Regions from separate parts of the Mus musculus genome. Here regions 1, 2, 3 and 4 are each linked to region 5. The links are chromatin contacts, called in public HiChIP or PLAC-seq and promoter capture Hi-C maps. All regions are on one chromosome and are shown on one strand. Each heading gives the region's core, a stretch centred on a gene start, on an enhancer-like site or on the middle of the called end of the contact. The rest is flanking DNA. Distances are from core to core; before and after follow the strand shown. Region 1 has its middle 23 kb from the start of Idh1. Region 2 overlaps Pikfyve (phosphoinositide kinase, FYVE type zinc finger containing). Region 3 has its middle 6.7 kb from the start of D630023F18Rik. Region 4 holds the start of Idh1 (isocitrate dehydrogenase 1 (NADP+), soluble). Region 5 holds the start of Acadl (acyl-Coenzyme A dehydrogenase, long-chain).

Region 1 (2,700 bases), core at 111-2,610, 1.7 Mb before region 5:
TCCCTTTGCCAATGGCCATTGACATATTCTGTAGTCTCAAGCAAAGCTCCTTCCACTGCCTTCATGTCCTTCCTTACAACATATTAGTAGTGATAGCTACCACCTACCATGAAGAGTCTATGAAACAAAAGATAGTAGAAATGGGATTCATCCTTTTGTTTGTTTGTTTGTAACAGATTCTCACATAGTACCTAGCCTTGACCTTGCTCTGTATTGGAGGATAACCTTAAACTTCTGATGCTCTGCCTTCAGCTCCAGGCCTATACCACTATGTCTGACTTTATGCAGAGCTCATCATTAAACGGAGGAGGGTCAGTGGCAGTAGGTAAATACTCTACTCCCCAAGTCCTTCCCTAAACACAAAGCTTCATAAATTATGACCTTGCCAATAAAGGGTGAAATGGCTGTTGTAATAATTATCAAAGTATTAACAGTCAAAAGTCCAAACAGAAGTTAGTAAGCATAGATAAGGCAAGGTGAATATAAACTTGTTGACAACTCTTATGTTAAGAGTCAGTCTTGTTATGTTGCTGAGGCTGATCTTAAACTTTGGCTCTCAAGTCATCCTCTAATCTTCAGATTTCCAAGTAGCTGAGACCATGGACACATACCGTCACCCAAGATGACACTTATTTTTTGAATGTAAAATTTAAGTCTAGAACTTTTTAGTTTGTTTTTTTTCAAGACAGGTGTAGCTCTGGCTGTCCTGGATCTCACCAGTCTGAGACCACGCTGGCCTTGACCTTAGAAAGAACCACCTTAATTAGAAAACATTCGAGAGCGGATATGATGATCCCTGCCTGTGATCTCTGAGAAAATGAGCCAGGGTAGTGAGTTTGAGGTCAGCTTCAAGTGCAAGTTAGGAGTTTTATGATCTTTGGTAAAAATGCCTTACATTTTTATATAGAAGATTAAAATATGTATTGCTTTTGTCCTGTTTTCCTAATAGGCTTTTGTTTTGTTTTGTTTTGTTTTTCTTTTGTTTTCGAGACAGGGTTTCTCTGTAACTCTGGCTATCCTGTAGCTCACTTTGCAGAATCGGCTGGCCTTGAACTTACAGATCAGCCCGCCTCTGCCTCCCAAGTGTGCCTGGCTCTCCTAATAGTTTCAGCTAGAAACAATATGCTTTTCCCCCCATTGCCCTAGGGTCATCTGGGGAAACTGATGGACACTAGAACCTTCTCCCACTTGAGAATCGGTCAGATGGTTGTCTGTAACTTGTGCTGTCTGGGATGAAGTGCCCATGCCGCATGGGCCTCCTCTGCTTTGTGAGGTTTTCTTGGCAAGAGAGCTGGTCCGTGACTGTAGGTTTAGATTGGAGTTACCATGTGGGTAGCACGGAGAAACTAGTTCAGATGTGCATACTGCATCACTGCCTGCTTGGATTCTGGAAGGCCTCACGTATAGGCAGTGTCTACAGCCTGAGCTCAAGCTTGCCAGGAGGGCAGGCCAGAAAATGAGAGACAGCCACTCCACGCATTGACTTTTTTGTTCTACATTTTTAAATTCCCCCCTTTTATTTGGAGGGTTAGTGGTGGAGGGTCATGCATGTGTTAGAGTCAGGGGACAACTGTCAGCATCTCTCCTTCCAACATTTAGGTACCAGAAGGCAATCTGAAGTTGTCAAGCTTGGTGGCAGGTGCTTTTATTGGGTGAACCGTGTCACTGGTTCTAATGGACTTTTGAGGTAGGAGAGTCCAAATTCGCAGAGCCTCCTCCACTGAAGGTGCTGGGATGAGAAGAGCCTTCTCTTAGTTTTGAGAAAGAAGCCAGGAAGGCTTCCTACTGCTCCCTCACCACCCACATCTCTTGCTTATAGAGAAACCTACTCAACTTGTGTTTATGCATACATGTATGGGCATATACACGTGTGCATGGGTAAGCCAGAGGTCAGCCTTGGATGATTGGTATTCCTTATGCAGCATCCATCTCTCTCTCCTCCCTCCCCCTCTTTCTTTCTTTTTCCTTTCCTTTCCCCTTCCTTCCTTCCTTCCTTCCTTCCTTCCTTCCTTTTCTTCCTTTCTTTTTTTCTCTTTCTTTCTTCTCTTTCTTCCTCTCTCTTTCTTCCTCTCTCTTTCTTTCTTTCTTTCTTTCTTTCTTTCTTTCTTTCTTTCTTTCTTTCTTTTTCTTTCTTTCTTTCTTCTTTCTTTCTGTGTATTTGGGGATTGACTTCATGTCTTCTTGCAAACACTTTACTAACTGAACTGTGTCTCCAGCCCCATCCACCCCTTCTAGGATCTCAGAATTCTATCCCATTTTCTTGAGTGCACCTGCCAGTTGGATCTTCAACGTTTTTCAATTAATGTGTTAACAGTTGCCTCCTAAGCAGTCTTCCTCCCTCACCAGTGTCTGCTATCCTTTCCCCCCTTCACCAAACATCATTTATAAGAGTGCTGTTTTTTTTTTTAAGATTTATTTATTTATTATATGTAAGTACACTGTAACTGTCTTCAGACACTCCAGAAGAGGGTGTCAGATCTTGTTACAGATGGTTGTGAGCCACCATGTGGTTGCTGGGATTTGAACTCAGGACCTTTGGAAGAGCAGTTAGTGCTCTTAACCACTGAGCCATCTCTCCAGCCCCAAGAGTGCTGTTTTTAAGACTGAAAACATATCATGTCTTTCCCTTCTTAGAAATCTTCACTGTCTCCTTATTAACTTACAGGGCAATGCCTACATTCTTTAGTTTATGCAGTGTCT
Region 2 (2,700 bases), core at 40-2,539, 1.6 Mb before region 5:
CATGTATGGTAGGTATGCAGCAATATTTTTATTTGATGTAGCACTTATGTGGAAGTGGGACCCAGGTGTAGTAGCTACATTATTACAACTGTGGACTCACACTGGAAGACAGAAGACAGTGTAACTTAACTGCCATAGGCCACCCCAGTCGGGTATGTGGGTCCCTGGAATGAGGGATCCTCGAAGCTAGGTGGGTAAGGATTTGGTGGTGACAAACAGAAACAAACACAGAGGCAGTTTGAATCTCAGTGTATTTTGCAGCTCTCAAGCAGGGGATTTTATACATTAAAAAACCAAACATTACATCTCTTAGAAACTATATCCAGTGAAACAGTCATAAATAACCAACAAAAATCATTTGGCACAGAAAAGCACAAAAATCATCCAAGCATTACAACTCTGAAACTATGTATTCAGTGAATCACAAACAGAACAGGTAACATCATTATAAATCATCAAAGTGTAATAATTCTAAAAGGATGTATTCAGTGGGGGCTGTCATCCAAGGCTAGTGGCATATTTCTAGGAGCAGGTAGCTATTCTTTTGGGTGTTTTTGAGACCAAAGGTGGAATGGACATGACCCATCAGCATTTGTGCTTCATTCTGTAAAACAGAGGTCACTTTTAAGGAAACTGATTTTTATTTGTTTTCCCATCGTAACATCATGTCATAGCTAAGACATGCTATCCAAATGCTCTTTTAACAAAAGACAATAACAAAATAAAGTAAGAGTAAAAATAATGTAGTTTCACATTGTATTTCTGGCAGGTCTGGAACTCAGTTATTAAACCAGGCTGACCTCAAACTTGCACTAATCCTCCTGCCTCTGCTTCCTAAGTGCTGGAGTTATACAAGTGAACCACCATGCCACACCCATGTTTTGATAAGAGTACCATGACCATGGTTTCTTTTTGGGGCTACACATTGATTATTTAGCAAGTAAATTTGGCCAAGTGTAGAATAAACAAGTTGTCAAGCGATTGATTTATTAAAATTAAAGAAGTTGATTGTGAACATTATTTTGTTTAATACTTAATGTACTTTTCCATGTTATTGAGATTTTTATTCATAGCTAATTTAATTTTGTAATACAGTGTTTTTCTGTTTTGTAGCAAGTTTTAGAAAGAATCAGTCGAATGACCCAAGGTGATTTAGTGGTGTCCATGGACCAGCTGCTCACCAAACCCCACTTGGGCACTTGCCACAAATTTTATATGCAGATATTTCAGCTGCCTAATGGTGAGTCATCTTAAGCATATAATCACTCAGTTAGGGACCTCAAGGAGAAGTGAGTCATCTCTGAGTTAACTGTATCATTGTTTATTCAGCAAGTGTTAATATCTGTTAGCACTGGTTAAGTGGGAGATGTTTCAGGTGGCTTTATTCACATATGGTTTTTCTTTTTTGTGGGTAGTAAATTGTTTGGTCATCTAAGTCTCTTCATTTTTATTTATTTATTTGTAGAACAAACCAAAACACTGATGTTTTTTGAAGGCTGTCCACAGCATCTAGGCTGCACAATCAAGCTCAGAGGAGGCTCTGATTATGAGCTGGCTCGAGTTAAGGAGATCCTAATATTTATGATCTGTGTAGCTTATCATTCTCAGCTAGAAATCTCTTTTCTCATGGATGAGTTCGCTATGCCTCCAACATTAATGCAAAGCCCTTCATTCCATCTTCTGACGGAGGGACGAGGTGAAGAGGGAGCCTCTCAGGAGCAGGTCAGTGGCAGCTCCCTTCCTCAGGATCCTGAGTGCCCTCGTGAGGCCCTGTCTTCTGAGGATAGCACTTTGTTGGAATCAAGGACTGTGCTAGAGAAGGGTGAACTAGACAATAAAAGTATTCCACAAGCTGTTGCCTCTTTGAAGCATCAAGATTATACCACCCCCACTTGCCCAGCAGGTATTCCCTGTGCTCTTTTTGCATTGGTACCAGAGTCATTGTTGCCTCTCCATATGGATCAACAGGATGCCGTAGGAAATGAACAGCCAGAGACTTCACAGCAAACGGATGAGCAACAGGATCCCAAAAGCCAGATGAAAGCTTTTAGAGACCCTTTACAGGATGACACTGGAATGTACGTTACTGAGGAAGTCACCTCCTCTGAAGATCAACGAAAGACTTATGCCTTGACATTTAAACAGGAGTTAAAAGATGTAATCCTCTGTATCTCTCCAGTTATTACATTCCGTGAACCTTTCCTTTTAACTGAAAAGGGGATGAGATGCTCAACTCGAGATTATTTTCCAGAGCAGATTTACTGGTCTCCTCTTCTCAACAAAGAGGTGAAGGAAATGGAGAGCAGGAGGAAGAAACAGCTGCTCAGGGATCTCTCTGGACTTCAGGGCATGAATGGCAGTGTTCAGGCCAAGTCTATTCAAGTCTTACCCTCACATGAGCTAGTGAGCACCAGGATTGCTGAACATCTGGGTGACAGCCAGACCTTGGGTAGAATGCTAGCTGATTATCGAGCTAGAGGAGGAAGAATTCAGTCAAAACATTTGGACCCCTTTGTCCATTCAAAAGATGCATCATGTACTTCAGGTGGCAAATCAGGAAACAAAACTGAGAGTGATGAAGAGAGGGGATTGATTCCAAGTGATGTAATATGGCCAACAAAGGTAGGACGTCTGGGTAAGATTAGAATGTTTTGTCTGTTGAAAAATTACTGAGGCAAGATTTTTAAAAAAAACAATATG
Region 3 (2,700 bases), core at 166-2,665, 1.7 Mb before region 5:
CCATGGTCAAGCTGCTTGGCTCTCAGTCTCTGGTATCCCCCAAAAATACACACCCATATGTATGTATGCATGTATGCATGCATGTATGTATACTTAACTTCAACCTGACATTCTATTACTCTATGGTGGCTGGAATATGTTAAAATTCTTTTAATTCAATCATTTGTAAAAGCACATGTTCATAAGATTTTCTTTTCTATTCCAGTTTCTGACTAGAAAGTGGGCTTGATTTCTTGGCAGGAAGTGGCCTTGGCAGGAGGTGGGCTTGATACCTTGGCAGAAATCAGCAGCATTAGCTTTGAAGCCTAAAAAGCAAAGAATCCTGGTATTTACTTTAATTCTTGTCTTACAGTCCCAAGCAGACTGTACAGACCCTCTGAATTTCAAACTTATAAATTATAAGCATGTGCCAGCTTTCTCTCAGCATCCCTACCCACAATGTGGTATAATTTCTAAAGATATACCACATTTGTAATATTTTAGAAATTAAAAATATGAATGCCTATAACCTCTAGATCACTAGGCTGGAGGTCTGGAGACCTTGAAAGGCCACCAATTAGCTGTTTCACCTTATGCAAATTTACTTTTGGGGTTTTTTTGGGAGGGATGCATTTCTTCTTCTGTAAAACAAGCATTGAATGCCTGGTGAAGTATGGCTAACTAAAGAACTATTTACATTCATTTGTCAGCTTTGCCTGGTTGAGAGACAGTCATTCCCATAGAAATTCAGTTAGAGTTGATTTTTGCCTGACAGAGTTTCTCTTTGTACCCTTGACTGTCCTGGAACTAGCTCTGCAGACCTCACACTCAGACTGGCTTTGAACTCACAGAGATGCTCCTGCCTCTGCCTCCGGAGTGCTGGAACTAAAGGCATGCGCCACCACAGCCTAGACATCCAGTCATTCTTCTGTCTATAGAGCTATAAAGGAATCAAGACCCCTAGCTGGAAGCACACTCAAAAGAGGCACTGGAAAATGGTCAGCTACCTCAACCTCTAGCTTTTTCATAGACACCCAACCCCCAAAAGTCACAGCCCCCATAGTTTAAGGAATCCTGAGAACTATGGAATATCTGCATATTCCAAGCAGATCTCCTCTCCACAATCTTTTCATGGTGATATAGATCTCTGCTATGTAATATCAGGTACAGGTCCTTAACAAATCCCCACTCCAGCATCTCACCCGCTGGAGACTGACTCCAGTACTTCTGTTCTCCCCAGAACCTGCAGGCAGGTTTGCACACAGGAAGGCTTGAGCTGGTGCCTAAAGTCATCCTGAACACAGATGCTTTTGCCTGGTTGCTAGGAAACAGTGGCTGGATGAAAATAGCTTTATAAACATCTTCACATCTCCTTCCACGTACATACAAAGGGGAGGGGCATGTATACTTGAGACAGACTGCGACCCTGACCTTTGGTTCACATATCTTTTCACTTGAGTAGGCATAGGTGTGCCAGCTAAATGATTAAACAGGAAACCAAGATGAGAAGAGGAGGCCACTTCCCCAGGTTTTCTTTTTCTCTCTTCTTTCCTTTCTTTTTCTTTTTTTTTTTTCCAAACTAGCATTTGGCTACAGATGGAGGAAGCAGATAATCTGCAAGGATTGCTGGGAAAAGCCCCTGAAACTTCTGGCTCCTTCATACTTAGGGTACCTCAAGCAATCTTTTGGGGTGACTTGACTCAGTGGCATGAAAAACCTTGGAAACCACCTCTGGTGGTCAAAGCACCATGTGCTGCTTAGTTATTGAACAACTAGGCACTGACTAGAGTCATCTTGGATGAAGGAGCCTTAGTTGATTGGCTGCTTTCACCAGATGGCCTGCATGCAAGTGTGTAAGAGCATTTTCTTGATTAATGATTGACATACGCTGTGGCTATAATGCTCACGAGTAGAGAACCACTGTGAGCACTGCCACCCCTGGTCAAGTGGCCCTGGGTTGTATAAGAAAGCAAGCTGAGCAAGCCACGAGGAGGAAGCAATAAGCAGCATCCCTCCATGGTTTCTACTTCACTTCTTGCATCCAAGTTCTAGCCTTGAGCTTCTTCCATGGCCTCTCTCCATTAATGGACTCTGCTCTGTAAGATGTAATGAACCCTTTCTTCCCCAGGTCAGTGGTCAGTGCTTTATTCCAGCAACAGAAAATCAAACTAGGACACATTAGCACCTCTCTCTGATGGCCTGTTTCCTGCCTGCACACTCTCATCCACAACCCATGTTCCATTCCCTTGCTTAGCTTGTTGAGGACATCTCTTTGCTTTTATGATAACATCTCTATGTCTGACCATGGTCTGCATATGACTTCTCTAAGCCACCAGACACACGCTAAGTTGGATATTCTGCCCCTGGGCTGAGGACATGTTACCAACACTCCTATCTTTGTGTTTATGTTACTGAGAATGGAATCCAGGGCCTGTCCATTCTAGGTAAGCACTCTGCCCATGAGCATTATAGCCACAGCCTAAAACCACTTATATTCATCATCACCTCCCCCTGATTATGTTAGTGAGGAAAAATATCTTTCCTCATGAATAGCAAGGTTCATGGCTGAGGACTTCCTAAATTGAGACATAGCAATAAGAGAAAGACACTAATTTAGCTAATAGGTTTCATATGACACAAGAGGCTTCATAATGAAACGAAGACCCAAAGAAACAGGTAAGCTTAGGTGTTTTCATGTTGAGTTTGGGAAGAATGGATACT
Region 4 (2,700 bases), core at 196-2,695, 1.7 Mb before region 5:
AGCCAAGTTCAAGTTGCAAAACATGTGGGGACTCTAAGGAAGTAGTTGCAGTATATTGTCGAAAAATTCCTGCTTCTCTCTTTTCCCAGTGCCTACACTTGCACTAACGCCCAACTAACTATACAATGTGGTCACATTAAAGATATCAGATTAGAGGGCAAAATTGCTAATTCTTATCTTGATGGTGAACGGACTTGCAATTATAACAAGGCCTCTCAATTTTGATGACTTAAACAAGTGTCCTTTCAATTTATCTCCTAAAACAAAGCAAGATCCGGAACAGAAAGTCTTAACATACAAATACCCCTGCCAGGAGGATTTGTATTTAATATCAGCCTTACAGCCCAGTTTATCTGGTTTAAAGTACAGTGCTTGAGTGTATCCAGAGGGGCAAAGGGCAGGAGCCTTCCAAATAAAGGTCACAGGAGTACAAATATTGGTGCGCACACACGCTCACACCACAGGACGGTGAGTCCTAGAGTGAGCGCCCGGCTCTTTGGCTTTTTGCAGGTCTCGGGTTTGCTCGACCTCGGGTGACACTGAGACAGGAGATATCCATGTGGGCGTTGTGCAAGCTCTGCTAATGAAGCTGACTCGGTTCCTCCTTCCAGATCCCCACACCAGCCCCTCCTCTCAGCACTGCCAGGACCTTTTAAATACGAGGTCCACTGAGATGGCTGCATCTGGAATCGAGACCCCAGGGCGCCCCCAAGTGGCTAAGCAAACACTACAGACTGAAGCTGGAGGCTCCGCCTACCTTCATCCCCTCCCTCTCTTGCACTCTCATTAGCTCTTCTCCGACCACAAGGCAGGTCCCACCCCTGAACCTTGAAGGGAGTACACGCCTAAATTCCTGGCTTACACCCTTTCTGCAACCAGCTTTCCTGCCTAGTCCTTTTACACCCAACACTCAAGAGTTCTGTGCGTCCACCTCAAAGCTAAATTCTCCTCCGCGGGTGCCTTGCCACTTGTCACTGCTTGCAACGTCCTCGCCTCCCAAAGCGATCCCAACCTCGGAAGCGCCCTTCTATACAGATAGGCAAGCAGCACTCTGCTACTCCCATTTCCCTTCTCTACGCCCAAACTCTGGAAGCGTCCCTGAGTGCACCAGGGCCTTGCCACTGAGTTCATCTCTGCACAGCCAAGACCTGGGGTTTCTTCCTTTTTTCTCACTCCAGCTTTCAACGGAATAGTTTAATAGTAAGGGGCGGCGGCTGCCGCTCTAAGCCTTGGGGCACCTGTAGGGAGGGGAAGGAGCGCCCGCTTGCAGCCGGAGGCGCCCCAGCTACTCACCGGCTCACACCCGCGCGTACACACAAGCTGTAATAAGCCGGCCCCAGTTAGATCAGCATCTGCCACAACCTTCGCTCGGAAGCCCAGCGGCAGGGTCAAGGCTGTTTAACTCTTCCCGGCTTTGTCTCCTCCCAGGCCCCACCCCCTCAGCCCACCTCCCGAAGCCCCGCCCCCTCCACGACGCCATTCGCCGCCTCCGACTTTGTGGGGTGGGCCGAGGCATAGATTGAGATTAAGTCTGGGATGCAGCGGTCCGCTGTTCCCGGTGGGGGATGGGACTGCCACGCCGCGGAGATTCCTCGGGAACACCCTGCAGTTGAGGAGCGAGGACGCCACCTACTGACAGGCTATCGGAAGCGCCGAGACCGAGTGTTCTGGGCTCCGCAACAATCTAGGAATCCCAGCGTTGAGTATCCAGGTTCTCTGCAAAAGGTACAAAAGAGGGAGCCCTCCCTAGACTGGATCCCTTCCTGGAGTCTCCGGATGCCTCTTAGAGCTGGACTGTGCCCTTTGAAGAATGTGCATTTGAGGTTTCTTAAAGGCGTGTGAGGACTACAGATTCTACCTTAATGCAAAAGCTAAAACAGAGCGCATTTTCCATTTCAAAATCAAGAACAAACAATACCCTACACACAAATACATATATGAGTAAAACCATTCATATTCTCATGCTGAGGCTTTTACAGAGCTTCACCATTCCACCCCAATAATTCCCTCCACTACCAATGATCCGTATTCCCAACTGTTGCTGTTTATAAATAAGCTTCACTCACCATTTGTCATGGAAGACAGTGAGGTTTATTTTCTGGGTTGCGATGAAGCTGCACTAGAGATACACGATATAAATCTTAGAATTCTAAGAATGGGTTAAACGTATTCCAATCTTTCCAGAGATTTTTCTGTCTGTATTCCTTAGTCTTGAAAAGGAGAACATTATGACTTGTAGGACAATAGGTCATCCTTGATTGGTCAAGATTCAACGCTTCATGGACTTTTAAAACAACCAGCATTGTGTTGAAAAGTTATGAATTCACGGCAGTTAGTAAGATTCATTTTGGACGCTAGAGGGCGCTATGTGGAAAAGGACTCATACGTGGTGTCAGCTGTTAATGTTGATTAACTGGGTATTAGCTGTGACCTCCGTTTATTCCTATAAAATGATTAGAGAGTGTGTGAGTTTATACTTTCACCTCTAATCTCACTTTAAATCACTTTAAAAAACGTTACTTACTACCATCAGGCACATATTGTTTATATTACTAAAAGTAAGTATTCATAGCCATTCTTGTTCCAGAAAGCATTTTAGAATAAATTCAAGAAACGAAGAATAAAACACAATAAGAAGTATTGACTATAGGTGATGGCAAAAGTAAGAAGAATGCATAGGAATACAGAGCCATGGTGAAT
Region 5 (2,700 bases), core at 107-2,606:
CCATTGGCACACTCAGGCCCTGGCAGCTGGATGTAAACGTTCTTGGGCTCAGCCTAGGCCTCGCTCCATAAATGCTGACTCAGACTGCCTTTCAACTGGATCGTTGGCCATTATACTCATAACCCTTTAAGAAACCCGTGACGATAAAACTATAGCTCCTGGCTCACTGACCATTCTCCAATAATCCTCTGTAAGGCAGAGCTTCTTCCCACACTTGAATCAAAATAAGATCATTTGGGGGGTTCTCTAATTAAAAAAATACAGAAATATTATTAACATAAAAAGAAATAAGAAAAGCTAGAACAATAGGAACACACCCTTTCGCAGCATCCAGCAATGAGTCAGCTGGCCTGTCCTTTGCCACCGATGCAGGTGTCTCTGTTCATCTTCAGGGTGCTCTAATTTTAAGAGCGTCAGAACATCACTTCCTCCGGAGAATAGAAAAGCATTCCTATCTTAAAGTCCTCGGAACTTTCCCAAGTCTCCTCCGGATGGATAAGCTTTACCACAGCACTGTATTGTACTTCGCAACAATGTGCTAATTAGCTCATTTAAATGTCCTGCCACCATAATTAACAAAGCTTTACACTTCCAGTCTGCTTTATCCAAGGAATGGATTTTTAGACAGGTAAAACTTGATCTCAGTATAAACACCCCCAAAAGTCTCTAAAGCTCTTGGGAGCTGCCCATTAATCCCTCTACATTTAATTAGTTTAAGGATTTAGTAATAAGTGTACAACTAATTTATCAGATGGGGCCTACGCCTGGACGCCTGAGTCGGGATGATTGAAGTTGCTCTGGTCTTCCGGTCCCCGCCTCCGCACACCAAGTCCCAAGTTCACTGTCAGGTGGCAGTCCCCAGTCTCCGTTCCAACTGGGCTAAAGGTCGCACTACTCGGTGGCAGAGCGCCCAGGGGGTGATCGCTCCCGCTAAAGCTGGGACAACACTTTCAAAGTCAGTTCACGGGACACTGTAGGACGTGGGGCGGGGCCCAGGCCTGGAGCGAGCATTAGGGGTTGCCTTGCCTTTTGGGGCGCGGCGGACCGTGGTGGGGACACCCCGAGTTCTCCACGCCACAGCGGGCAGCCCCGGGTTCCGGAGAGAAGGCCCGGTCCCTTCCTCCGGCCGCGTCGCCCCGGCTTGACCGTAGCGCGTCACACCCCATCCCCAGAGCTCCGCCGCCCCGGCTGCCGGTACCCCAGGCTGTACCCGCACTCACCGGGCGGAGGGCAGCGGGCGTGGCGCCGAGCGGGCGCTCAGGACGCGCAGGGAGCGGAGGAGCAGGCGCGCAGCCATGGCGGGATGGACGGCGGCGGACGGGACTGGCGGGCTCCGCGGCGGGGGCAGGCGGACAGAGGGGCGGCCGGACGGCGGGACGGTGGGGCGGGCCTCGGGGACAGCCAACTGCGGGCCGCAGGGCGGTGCCGCCAGCTCGGGCGGGGTCTGCGCCAGGCTCTGCGCGACGCCCCGTGCGCCCTCCCCTCCCGGCTGCAGGGCTGAGCGAGGGTTCCCTGGAGAGTCGTCCCACCCCCGCACTGAAAGGTGCATGGAGTTAATTTTCTAACTTCGGAAAGCTCTCTGAATGTCGATAAATGTATGAGTACTCACTGTAAAGGATTGTGCTGATTTGGTTTGGGTTTTTTGTTTGTTTTGGTTTTGTTTTTTTCCTTGCAAACGTTTGTAGCTACTCTTTGAAAATAAATAAGTAAGTATATTTGATAACGGAATAACAATTGGTTCAATTCTCCAATAGTACTTGAACTCGCATATGGTTGTTTCCTTTTTTTGTTGTTGTTTTGGTTCAATTCAAGGACATGTATTATTTGGGTTTATGGATTTGATGATTTGTAATGGGAAATGCCTGACAGGTTTTGAACTCTAAAGAATGTGTACATTACATCGATTTCTAAGGAGGCAAGGGGGCCTTTCTAATAACAACAGTTACGGAATCTGAAATAGTGAAAGTGAAAGACATTTTGTGTTAGCAATCAACTACTGACAGCCCACTGAGTAGGACATACAGAAATGTTTCAAAGAAAAGCTTTAGGGTTTCACGGCACCAACAATCTGGAAAACATAGTCTTTTTTTATTTAAAAAAATAATTTTAGATTACATTTCATTCATGTGTGTCGTCTGTCTGTCGTGCACTCATGTGGAGTCCAGAAGTTCCTATCAGATGTCTTCATCAATTGCCCTCCAGGTTTCTCACTGAACCTGGAGTTTATAGATTTGGCTAGCCGGTTTGGTAGTGATCTACCTGTCTTTCTGCTTCCCTAGGGCTATGTTTACAAATGCTCAGAAGAGTCGTTTATTTTCTAGGAGTAACTTGATCTGGTTGGGGGTGGGGCTGTTTGTTTTGTCTTTTTTTTTTTTTCCCCGGGTTTCCTAGTGGCAGAATTAATGCAAATGGTGTGTGTCCTTGCTCTGTTGCATTCTTGCTAAGGCTAACTGGAGGCACGTTTGTTTAAGATCCTGTTCATCTGGTTTATCATGAAGTTATTGTTTCCTTTTATAAAATAAAAACAAACAAGTAGTGTGTGTGTGTGTGTGTGTGTGTGTGTGTGTGTGTGTGTGTGTACACTTATTCCTGGGGATCGGACTCAGGCCTTACACATACATATAAGAAACAAGCTTGTAAGTGTAGGATCAGCTGTATTCTAATGATATGAAAGGTTGAACAATAACCAGGATTTCACAA

What was found. Promoter capture Hi-C pulls out the DNA fragments that hold promoters and counts their contacts. HiChIP or PLAC-seq counts read pairs in DNA pulled down with a chosen protein or histone mark.
Region 1: a contact with region 5 is called in a promoter capture Hi-C map of liver, with 4 times the contacts expected there. The contact joins the enhancer-like site here to the promoter of Acadl in region 5. A contact is called at or near these places in 7 of 39 promoter capture datasets (the 3T3-L1 cell line, 3T3-L1-derived adipocytes, the HPC-7 cell line and 4 more).
Region 2: an H3K4me3 HiChIP or PLAC-seq map of bone marrow-derived macrophages shows a contact between it and region 5, with 6 times the contacts expected there. The contact joins the enhancer-like site here to the promoter of Acadl in region 5. A contact is called at or near these places in 11 of 39 promoter capture datasets (the 3T3-L1 cell line, 3T3-L1-derived adipocytes, the C10 cell line and 7 more), 5 of 115 datasets of contacts at active chromatin or transcription factors (bone marrow-derived macrophages, cardiomyocytes, large pre-B cells and 2 more) and 2 of 9 other capture datasets (adipose tissue and liver).
Region 3: a contact with region 5 is called in a promoter capture Hi-C map of hippocampal neurons, with 2.4 times the contacts expected there. The contact joins the enhancer-like site here to the promoter of Acadl in region 5. A contact is called at or near these places in 4 of 39 promoter capture datasets (cranial neural crest, hippocampal neurons and liver).
Region 4: a promoter capture Hi-C map of pre-B cells shows a contact between it and region 5, with 11 times the contacts expected there. The contact joins the promoter of Idh1 here to the promoter of Acadl in region 5. A contact is called at or near these places in 16 of 39 promoter capture datasets (the 3T3-L1 cell line, 3T3-L1-derived adipocytes, the C10 cell line and 11 more), 4 of 484 Hi-C or Micro-C datasets (B cells, CD4 T cells, pre-B cells and 1 more), 9 of 115 datasets of contacts at active chromatin or transcription factors (CD8 T cells, astrocytes, bone marrow-derived dendritic cells and 6 more) and 1 of 9 other capture datasets (adipose tissue).

Annotation. Positions count from the first base shown.
Region 1 is chr1:65,155,216-65,157,915 of GRCm38.p6, forward strand. No RefSeq gene overlaps it. Among named protein-coding and RNA genes, the nearest start is that of Idh1, 23 kb to the right of the region's middle. Within about 2 kb of position 1,361, at least 13 of the 459 cell types and tissues checked have an H3K27ac peak or open chromatin away from gene starts, as enhancers often do. A contact at or near this core is called in liver, where this site is marked.
Region 2 is chr1:65,244,597-65,247,296 of GRCm38.p6, forward strand. Pikfyve (phosphoinositide kinase, FYVE type zinc finger containing) reads left to right here. Exons shown (of 42, transcript NM_001310624.1): 19 at 1,114-1,240; 20 at 1,466-2,622. Among named protein-coding and RNA genes, the nearest start is that of Pikfyve, 59 kb to the left of the region's middle. Within about 2 kb of position 1,290, at least 19 of the 459 cell types and tissues checked have an H3K27ac peak or open chromatin away from gene starts, as enhancers often do. A contact at or near this core is called in bone marrow-derived macrophages, where this site is marked.
Region 3 is chr1:65,128,581-65,131,280 of GRCm38.p6, forward strand. No RefSeq gene overlaps it. Among named protein-coding and RNA genes, the nearest start is that of D630023F18Rik, 6.7 kb to the left of the region's middle. Within about 2 kb of position 1,416, at least 18 of the 459 cell types and tissues checked have an H3K27ac peak or open chromatin away from gene starts, as enhancers often do. A contact at or near this core is called in hippocampal neurons, where this site is marked.
Region 4 is chr1:65,177,697-65,180,396 of GRCm38.p6, forward strand. It overlaps Idh1 (isocitrate dehydrogenase 1 (NADP+), soluble), which reads right to left and starts at 1,446. Exons shown (of 9, transcript NM_010497.3): 1 at 1,294-1,446.
Region 5 is chr1:66,861,953-66,864,652 of GRCm38.p6, forward strand. It overlaps Acadl (acyl-Coenzyme A dehydrogenase, long-chain), which reads right to left and starts at 1,357. Exons shown (of 11, transcript NM_007381.4): 1 at 1,221-1,357. The coding sequence starts at 1,297.